Linked DNA regions of Mus musculus: regions 2 and 3 are each linked to region 1. Evidence: chromatin contacts called from public HiChIP or PLAC-seq and Micro-C data. All regions are on one chromosome and are shown on one strand. The core of a region is the stretch at or near the end of the contact, and the rest is flanking DNA. Distances in the headings are between cores, read along the strand shown. Region 1 overlaps Wwox (WW domain-containing oxidoreductase). Region 2 has its middle 52 kb from the start of Gm51552. Region 3 overlaps Wwox (WW domain-containing oxidoreductase).

The links. Hi-C and Micro-C count contacts between places; a contact is called where the count stands out from the background. HiChIP or PLAC-seq counts read pairs in DNA pulled down with a chosen protein or histone mark.
Region 2: a contact with region 1 is called in a FOXA1 HiChIP or PLAC-seq map of pancreatic cancer cells. The contact joins two enhancer-like sites. A contact is called at or near these places in 1 of 484 Hi-C or Micro-C datasets (bone marrow-derived macrophages) and 1 of 115 datasets of contacts at active chromatin or transcription factors (pancreatic cancer cells).
Region 3: a Micro-C map of muscle stem cells shows a contact between it and region 1, with 6 times the contacts expected there. The contact joins two enhancer-like sites. A contact is called at or near these places in 3 of 484 Hi-C or Micro-C datasets (liver, muscle stem cells and myocytes), 1 of 115 datasets of contacts at active chromatin or transcription factors (heart atrium) and 1 of 9 other capture datasets (embryonic stem cells).

Annotation. Positions count from the first base shown.
Region 1 is chr8:114,776,032-114,779,381 of GRCm38.p6, forward strand. All of the region lies in intron 8 of Wwox (WW domain-containing oxidoreductase), which reads left to right. Among named protein-coding and RNA genes, the nearest start is that of Gm16118, 70 kb to the left of the region's middle. Within about 2 kb of position 1,795, at least 52 of the 459 cell types and tissues checked have an H3K27ac peak or open chromatin away from gene starts, as enhancers often do. A contact at or near this core is called in muscle stem cells, myocytes and pancreatic cancer cells, where this site is marked.
Region 2 is chr8:115,770,081-115,773,430 of GRCm38.p6, forward strand. No RefSeq gene overlaps it. Among named protein-coding and RNA genes, the nearest start is that of Gm51552, 52 kb to the left of the region's middle. Within about 2 kb of position 1,726, at least 79 of the 459 cell types and tissues checked have an H3K27ac peak or open chromatin away from gene starts, as enhancers often do. A contact at or near this core is called in pancreatic cancer cells, where this site is marked.
Region 3 is chr8:115,332,561-115,335,910 of GRCm38.p6, forward strand. All of the region lies in intron 8 of Wwox (WW domain-containing oxidoreductase), which reads left to right. Among named protein-coding and RNA genes, the nearest start is that of Gm39256, 310 kb to the right of the region's middle. Within about 2 kb of position 1,576, at least 31 of the 459 cell types and tissues checked have an H3K27ac peak or open chromatin away from gene starts, as enhancers often do. A contact at or near this core is called in muscle stem cells and myocytes, where this site is marked.

The DNA of each region.
Region 1 (3,350 bases), core at 545-3,044:
GCTGCTGCTGCTGCTCCTGCTGCTGCTCCTCCTCCTCCTCCTCCTCTTCTTCTTCCTCCTCCTCTGTGGGCTGCCTAGAGAGAGAGAGAGCAGTCTCAGCTTGATGAATCAATATTGTTTTTGCCTTTGTAATGATAGCAAATAATTCACAAGAAGATTGCGATTTTTTTCTCATTTAAAAATACTTATTTAACTTTTAAGTATGTGCACATATATGTGCCTATGTGTGGGTATGTGCACATGAGGTACCAGTCGAGGGGGCAGATTCTCTGAAGCTTGAGATACGGCTCACTGTAAATTCTCCAATGCGGTGTTGGGAACCGAACCTCTGCAGGAGCAGAGAGTGCTCTAACCATTCAGCCATCTCTCCAGCTCCGTGATTGTTTCTTATTAAAACAAAACAAAGCAAAACCCTCTAAGGAGTAGACAAAAGCTAGTGGGGAGGCCGTCTATTGATAGCCCTGTCAACGGGGACTGCAGTTGACTACTCTCTATAGTGGGGTCTATTCTTCCCACTTTCTTTGTGGGCCTACCAACTCTTCCAGATACAACTTTCTGATAATCTTCTGCTGTTGTATTTCAGGCATTGATCACCAGCCTGTGTTTCAAAGGGTCCCTGTCTGTAAGATGACAACACAGGGGTTTGTTGGCAGAATCTCCTGGTGTGTGTGTGTGTGTGTCTACTTGTGTACTTTTGTATAATGCCCACTATGTTCACTCTGAAGGGAACTCTCTCCCTACATGGCCCTGGGGCTATGCAGTAACTGAGTTATTCAATTAATATCAGAGCTCTGTGCTTCCTGCATTTTTCTTTTCTTGAAACCACATCTGACCATTACCAGTGCTTTTGTAGCCAAGTCCAGCTTGTGGCCGCGGGGTCAAGCTGGGCCAAGGATAGATGTAAATGCTTCCCAAAACAAACTCAAACGCCCACTTCGAGTGTTTGAAGATACCGTTTTTTTGAAAATTTTGTTTCGTGACTCAAGGTCGTGGTTCTCTACCGAGAACTCTGTAGATGGCAAAATCATGTCCTAAAGTTGAAAGGTTGGTAAAGAGACTTCCGAGGTCCATTGCGTTCCAAATAGTGGAAAGATGTAAACACAATCAGACCCTGTGTTTAAGGATATTGCCTTGATGTCTTGAGAGCAGCCATGGCAGGCATATTTGCCCCACAGGAATGGGCAAAACCTACACAGGGAAGCAAGATTGCTTTATCTATGTGGTCTTAATGGAGAAAGTGGTTACAATGTTCCCATTGCAGAATAGGTTGTAGGCTAACTAACATACCTGTACCTATTACATCATGAACGCACAGAACACCGAATTAAAAACTGACTTATCCAATCCAGCGAAGAATTCACTCGCACAATGGAAGAATGTGTGGAATGCCAGAGTACATGTCTCAGTGTTCACACTAAGTGATTCACTCTGAATCATCAAGCCACACTCAGAGGGGTTGTCACTTGCTCCCCAGGCTGGGCCATAGCTCAGCTCTGGATACAAGTGTTTGTCACAAATCAATAAAAGCTTCCCTTGAGCCTCAGTTGGCTGTGTGGCATTTGTAACAAACAGTTTTGCATGTCTCTTACTGATAAAGGCCACACCAGTTGTCCTTTGCACTAGAGAGTGTGTGACAGCCCCGTGTACCTGTTCATACGCTCTCTCTTGTTTTCAGAAAGCCAGTTGTTATATTTATCAGAATATTGGGTCCGTATCAGGCAGCTGCAGGATTGTGCCTGAGCGTCTGTGACACTGGGAGACACAACAATGCTGTAACCTTTGTCCCAACTCCCCACCCCCACTCCCTGCTGAGGAGTGCTCAGCTTCAAGCCTGCAGTTCTAAAGTCCTTACTTTTCACAGAGCAAGGATCCTTTGTGGCTGGCGAATCACAAGGTCTCCTTGACTTCCTCTTGATATTTACAGCCCATCTAACAGCCGGGGCCAAAGCGAGGAAATGTCAGAGGCTGGCTTCTCTTGCTCCTGAAGTAGATAGATGTCTACCAACCCAACACACAGACTGCCCGACCACCAGCAGTGAGTGATTCCATTCCCTTAACTCAAGCCTATGGCCTTTGGTCCATTCTGTCCTTTGAAGGGCTGGGGAATGATGTATTTCAGCAATACTCATCCCATACAGAAGAAAGCAAGATGACACTCTGCTGTGCCATAGGCAGGTACCCTAGGACTCCTAGGACATGGCAGCACGTGTAATCTGAAGATTAAGTGCACATTGTCTGTGCACATGTGCCTGTGTGTGCATGCTTACCTCTTCATGTGTGCAAGGACGTATGTGCCACAGAGTGCACATGTGGAGAGCACAAGTCAACCTCAGATATTGGCCCTCCTTAACGTCCACCAGCTTTCTGGTGGCTGGTGAGCTTTCTAGGGAGTCTCCTGTCTCTACCTCCCAACTCAGCACCATCCACTGGGAGTATAAACATGTGCTCTCACATTTGGCTCTCCATGGGTTTCTTAAAGCTAAACTCAGCCCCTCACCCTTGTGGCACGTGCTTTGCCACTGACCCATCTCTCCACACCCAGTCATTTATCCAACTCAGATCATTCCTTGTCCTATCGCTCGTGCCAAGTAATGCCTAGTCCCCTTTCAGGGGAGGGGAGGGGGGTGATTTTGAGCAATTGCACTCCACTCCTGCTTCTCATACATTTCTTGTTATTCTAGGCAAGTCCTGCATGCAGACAGAGGTTGCCAATAAAGTTTATTGTAGGAGCCAAGTGTCAATATCTGTAGCACCCCCCGCCGAGGGTGCTTGTAATTAAAATGCCACAGATAGTCTGGGAGAGGCATGAAAATTTGATGGCCAATTGATTTCAGGTTCATCTTGAAGTTTGTCCTCAGCTGGACTCGATACTCCTGGCAGCTGCGAGATGGCTTTTGTCAAAAGGGTCTTCGAGAATGAGACAGAGATGTCTTGTTCTGAATACTAAGCACCGCGTGCCGTTTATGACAGGTTATGCTTAGTGCTGGGTTGCACAGCTCCTGCTCTCCCACAATCTTGCCCTGGAAATGGGGAAGATGGGCTCTCAGGACTCCACTGTCCACACAAAAAGGAAGAGTACGTACGCTGACAAGATCAGTGACTGTCAGAAACACCGCATCACAGGGAGCGGGTTCTGTCTAAGACTCTGCAGTTCACAGATATAACTTGCATCTGCACAGCCCTGGGCGTCGTGGTAGTCACGATATCACGACAAGGAAGGTGGCCCTGCAGAATTCTCTCAGCATAGTGTGCATTGGCAAAAGGGAAGAAGAGCCCATAGAAATAGATGAAAAGGCATGTCTTTAGTAGTTTAAATGGCAAACTCCTATAAACTTGCATTTCTATATCAC
Region 2 (3,350 bases), core at 476-2,975, 990 kb after region 1:
ACTCGAAAGCACCAGGTGTGCCTGGCTTCACAGCAGCGTGCTAGCACAGCCACGGGTAGCTTTTGCTCAATTTCTTCTATCTTCTATTTTTTTGTCTCAGTATTATTTGTGCTTTCTATGGTTTCTTGTCTCGGAATACAAGAGTAGGGAGCCACATTTTCTGTAGAGGGAGTGTCGCAGGCGGGGGTGGGGTGGCGACAAATGCCCCTCAAGATTTCCTGTTCAGACCTTCCTTTTCATTGTTTCATATTCTGACATATGCATTTATGTATTTGAATTGAGTTTTCCTGGTAACTATTTTGTTATACCAGTGTATTCTGGGTAAACTAGGTCTGCTCAAAGATGGTTTAGAAATTAAATTGGCCAGGCAGTGATGGCGCACGCCTTTAATCCCAGCACTTGGGAGGCAGAGGCAGGTGGATTTCTGAGTTCGAGGCCAGCCTGGTCTACAGCGTGAGTTCCAGGACAGCCAGGGCTACAGAGAGAAAGCCTGTCTCCCAAACCCCTTCCTCCCCCAACCAAAAATAAATGAAACTGAAATGACTTCTCTAGCTATTCACTCTTTGGTTAGAAATTAGATTTTTCTTTTAAATAAAGATTTTTTTAAAAATGTCCAAAATGCCTGAATATTGACCCATTATTAGTGACCAAAAGGATTTTTCTGTAGCATCAAGCATCATGTGGTGAATGCTAACATTGACACGTGTAACAATTAGACACATGTAATAATTAAATGTGACCTCAAACATTGCTGGATATGCCTGTAGGAGCATGGGCTTTTGGCTTCATACATGATTCTCTGAGTGGATGGATGTTTTTTAGTGCCTTGCAACTAAGGATACTACCTCGCTGAGATGATACATCCTACAGGGACAACTCAGATCTTAGCCTGGGAGCAAATTCAGCTCTCAGGCCCTTCAGATGCTGTGCACCTATTCCATGGATTGCTTCAGAACATTATTTGAAGCTGGAGCCAGGCATGTCCATTCTGCCTTCTGTAAAGTGGACTTGACAGTGTCGGGTCTCCTTCCCCAGAGTGCAGAGGGAGTCAGGACTCGGTTGGGTAAAGAACAAAGCAACCTCTGTTAAGAGCAAACCACAGCCTGAAGAAAGCAAAGGGCCACATCTGACTCATCCAGATGACTCATACCTGGGATTTCTGGGCCTCAACTAGGCTTCCTGCAGCCTGTCGAAGCTTGCAAAGAGCTATGAGGAGATCTGAAAAAGAGAAAACTCTTGCATGCTGTCTGTGTTGGGGGAATGGATCTACCCATCTGGGTCCAGGGCAAGCTCCTTGCAAGTAGCCACTGAGTTTATTAGCACTACACAGTCAGATCGCCGAGGTTCCGGTTGGCAGCCATGAAAAGACCACGTGAAGTTGCCCTTTTTGGTTTGGCCAGCTTTGGGTACTCTTTTTTACATTGTTAAGTCTTGGGGAAGAGCAGCTAGCTTTGGTGTGCAAACGAAGGCATCCCTGTCAATGTTTGCGCAGAATCAGAGCTGTTTGGGGATGGTCTACCTTCAGGGACACACAGACCCTAGTGACAATCAACTCTCCTGGTAAATACATCATGTCGGGTTGCCACAGCTATTACCTATCTCTTTACATTGAAAGCCAACTTACCGCAGTTATCTCTGTTAATCTTTGTGCTGTTAGATTACCTTGTGATCCAGCTCCTGAGGTTCTCGGGGAGAACTCGATGCAAGCTCTTGCTTCAGGTGTCTGACATTCCTCAGTGCTGATCCACAGCCGTGACTCACTGAGTGATTGGGACCACAGAGAAGCCAGTATATTTCCACTACTCCTATTGGGGGGGGGGTCTTCATACCCCAAGAGCAGACAATTACCCAACTTCCACCCATTAAAATACAAGAATTGGGCTAAATAAGCTCGCCAGCCTAATTTTGTGCTTTCTAATTTTGCCCCTTTAAATGCCTCATAATTATCAGATGCAAAATACATTTTCAAACATAGAGCCACTGACGGGAATATTTTTAAATGTGCAAGGCTAAGATGGGAGTTAGCCGAAGAAGCAGGCAGTATTTTTAACTTGTGTCATTGGGTGGGAGAAGGCATGGTCTCTCTGACACCCTCTACTCTACTCGGAAGGGGAGCTGTGTATACTTGCAGTGGTTGGAATGGGTGTCACTGATAGTATGGCTATGCATGTTCCTGGGTGGTACATCCTTCAGGACTTGCTGAACCTAGATGGGAAGGGAGGTCCCAGCCCTGAGACTCTGGGATTCACAGGAAAGAGTGGGGTGCACACTTCCTTTGAGATGAAAGGAAAAGCACGCAGAGCTTTTGTTACAGGGGCTTCTTCCTCCCCAACCTCTCCCGAATGGGATGGTGTAATTCTGTGTTCGGAATATTTCTGCATATTTTTATAGGCAATCCCTATAAGTCATTTACTATGTATATTAGTGGAACTCAAGGCATTTCTGTGAGTCCAGCATCAAAATAACTATGGAAAAGCAGGGTATGGCAACACACTAGTGATCAAAGGAAGTAGAGGCAGGAAGATCAGGAGTTCGAGGCTATTTTTGGCTAGTCTGGGCTACAGGAGACCTTATCTCACACAATAAACAAAACAGCCCTGAAGAGCTGGTTGGTACTGAACGTGGTCATTCCCTCTGCATGTACATGCACTAGTATTCTGTGAGGTCTTTCTTTTATTAGATGGGGGGGCCACTGCTTCCTTCCACATGGAGCAGTTGCTTCTTCTCACACTCCATCAGGCCCTCTGAGGATTCGGGGTTGGTGGGGCAGCATCTCACTGCAGGTCTTGGCTTGTAAGAACAATAGCTTGTGTGCACTCACTCTCCATGATGGCAGAGCTCTAGAGGCCTGCGTTGCCTGAAACTCTTTCTGATCAAGTGTGATGACATTACGACACTGATATCCCTAGCAGCCTCACTTGTAATTGCTCAAGTGTAGAGACAAACCAAATATCTATTAGTTGGTAAATATATTCATGACACATTTGTTAAATGAAGTATTATTTACGTAAAAATATAACCAGTGGCTAGTGCATGTAAAGGCATGGATATACCATGATACCAAGTGAAATAAACCAGCTGTATTTTGCTCAATGTACGTATTTGAGAAACAGTGTGTGTGTGATCTGTATGTGTGTGTAGTATGTGTGTATGTGTAAGGTGTGTGGTGTGTATGTGTGTTATGGTGTGTATGTGTGTGTGTGTGTGATCTGTATATGCGTGTGTAGTATGTATGTATATGGTGTGTGTGGTTGTGTATGTATGGAGTATGTGTATGTGGTATGGTGTATATGTATACGTGTGATGTGTGTGTGTGTGTATGATGTGTGGATGTATGTGGTATGTGTGTT
Region 3 (3,350 bases), core at 326-2,825, 560 kb after region 1:
AGAGTCATTAAGCATAGATTTCTGCCTGACGTTTGGATGTGAAGTTTAAAGACTTCACACAGGACTTATTGATGTCTCTGGATGCTCAGCACACCGGGAACTTCCTTCTGCAGACAGCCTTAGGAAGCTTCACTGTGTGGGCTCAGAGATCCAGCTAAGTAAGCAAAGGACTTGCCAAAGGCCTGGGTTTAGTCCCCAGCACGGCATAAACCACACATGGTGGCACAGGCACTTGGAAAGTGGGGTAGAAGGATCAGAAGCTCAAGGTCATAGTAAGTTTGTGGGCATCGGGGATGCATGAGATGGCTTTGAAAAGGAATTCTTAGTGCTAGGAGTGTAACTTAGAGGTAGCATTCTTGCCTAATATATATACGCAAAGCTCTAGGTTCAGATCCCATTGCAGCAACAGCAGCAGCAGCAATAACAACAACAAAATATTATGATATTTTCAACTTGGATGAAACTGGAATAAAGATTCAATAAAACATCAAGTCTGTTTTGTCAAGGAAGGGAAGTCGTTTAGAAGATACACTCTGATAATTAATTTGTTGAGTTTTATAGAGCAATGGTCTGTGAACTGCAGTCCATGGGCCAAATCATGTTGCCTGGCTAGGCTTGTGTTGGGAGTTTTATTAGAACACGGCTGTAGCTACTCTGGCACTACAGCAAATGGGTTTATTTCTTAAACCAACACACCCTGCTATTTACTGTCAACGAGTTCACAAAGAAATCCGAGGACTTGTAGGAATCATTAGCCCACTGGAGGTACCTGCACGTATTGAAATGCAGCTGAATTTGTTTGTCCATATATTTAAAGACCAACAAATGAACAATAAGATTCTGCGAAAGGTGGTCAAAGTAGGATTTCTATTTCTTGGAGGGTAAAGGCAAGAAGAGTGCAAGTGAAATCGGGGTTTAGGTTCTGAGAAAATATCTGATGCCCTGAGATTTTGCTTTTCTGAGCATTTCATGTGTTTCAAAGTAGCTACACCGCATAAAGAAAGGACCTTTATCTTTCCCTACTTAATAAAAGCACCCCTCCCCCGTAGTCTTCTAACTTTTGGTTAGTCAGAGCTCAAACCTTATTCAATTGCTGTAGACATCACTTGGGAAAAGCTTCCATCTAATCCTGTTTGGGACGAGCAGAAAAGTTTTCAGTGTACAAAAACCACCAAATAGGCCATGACAAAAAATAAATATCACCCACCCACCACCTGGCAGGGCTGGGATCAGCCCAAAGTATCAGAGCTAAAGGAGCCCAGGCGATGTAACAGGAGAATTCACTGAATAAGCACCTATTTAAAAGACGGCATAATGTTGGGATGCATGTTTATAAACCTTCTCTTCAGTGGAGAAGTACTTAGTGCCACAACCACTTTAAACAAAATTAGTGGAAAAAACAGGGAGTTTTAAGGAGTAAGAGATCAGGTATTCTTGGCTCACCACACATCAAGTGATTGAAGCTAAAAATGGCTTTAAATACTGCAATGGCTTGAAACGCCTTACATAAACTGACCAGGAATCTGGGGCATTCGCACTACAGACAATTTTCTTCTCCTCCGGATAAGGGATGGGAATTAGTCATAGGGGTATTTCCAGATAATGTAGTTAACACCTCACACTGTATTAGGTAGGCAGAGGGCTGTGCTCCAGGGAGAGAAACTGCTCCTGCCAGCTCTCACAAGGAATGTGGGTATTTTTAAAGTCTGAGTGACCACTAGTGAGTCATGTCCACAGCATGCCTCCCTTTTGGTGTAAAATAACAAGCAGTACTTCCAAACAGTCATTTAGTTATTTGTTCAGTTCTTAATTCATCTATTCATCCATACATCCATCCATCCATCCATCCATCCATCCATCCATCCATTCATCTATCCAGCTGCCTATCCATCCATCTATCCATCCATTTATCCATCTACCTGCCAATCCATCCATCCACCTGTCCATCCATCCATCATCTATCCATCCATCTACCTGTCCATCTATCCATCCATCCATCCATCCATCTATCCATCCATCCATCCAACTTTTCAGTTCCCCATTTGTTCATCCATTCAACAACATCTACCTGCTCATTCATTCATTCATCTCATGGTTATTGAGGTGGCATTAATATGTTAGTAAAAAGAGGCAACAAAATACCAAGACCTGATGAGACTGTACTTCCCTGTAGTTGGACTCCATCTCTTTCTCTGCCTACAGGCAGAGTTCTAGGAAACAGTCCTGATCCCATTTTCCCTCCATCTCAAACCCACTCTGCAGGCAAATGCAAACCCTGTAGGCTAGGAGCCTTGTAGAAATCTGTACCTGGAAATGAAGTCCAACGATAAAAGGAAGGCCCAGAGACCTGAAGAGGCATGCTCTAAGTTCCATCTCTGTTGTGTAACATAACTTCAGAGACAAGGCATGAGTTCAAACCAGACCTGATACTTAGGAGTTGTGTAGACTTGAGCAAGTAGTTTCCTCTCTCAGTTTTCTGTAACCTGGGAAGAAAACAGCAAATCTTTTCCACCAGGACCACAAGGGAGTAGGACAGGGAGAGTGTACATGTGTTCCTCTAGTCTGCTGACTGCCTCATAGCCAGCCTTGTATAAGAGAAAGCTTTATGTGAGTCACAACTTATAGGGAAGAATGTTGCCCAAACCACATCAACAGTAATTCAAGAACAAAATAGTCAGGCTCTTACATTGTTTATGTTTTTTTTTTTTAATCTTAGATCTGTTTTTTAAAAGTACCACTTACTCAACTCTTCTGCTAGAACTATTTGATGAGTAACTACTGGGTACCTCAAATTGGGTGGGGTGCTGGGCCCCTTCTTCGTGAAGTTGAACCCTGATAGCACACACTAACCAGCCTCAGATTGATGGGCACTGGGGGTCAAGAGCAGTTTGTATCGTAAGTTCGCAGACGAGGGAATGATGATGGGTGGGCTGTCCTGAGGGAGGATGTCCTCTTTCTGTGACATCATGTGAAGTCACAGAGGCGTTCCTTCAGTCCTTACCATACCGCGCATAGCTCTGCCAGCTCCTTCCATGACCAAGCTCTATCACGTACAGTGGCTTATTTCTGTCCCTTCCTCTGCTAGAGGTCCCACTCTGCTGACTCAGGGAGTTGCTACTTTTCCAACTCCCAAAGGTTTCTTGATCACCAAGTAAACGTTTCCCACATGTATTAGACTTTTAGTTTCCGAGACAGGCACCAATGTTTGAATTGAATCCACTATGCTTGACCAGAAACCAGTTGTGCTTCCTGTTATTGGGGGGGGGGCGATGAGTATGGGTACCACGGGAGGAGGATAGATGCTCTGCTATCACCACAGCTGGTCATTATCTGTTGAGTGTAGACTGTGA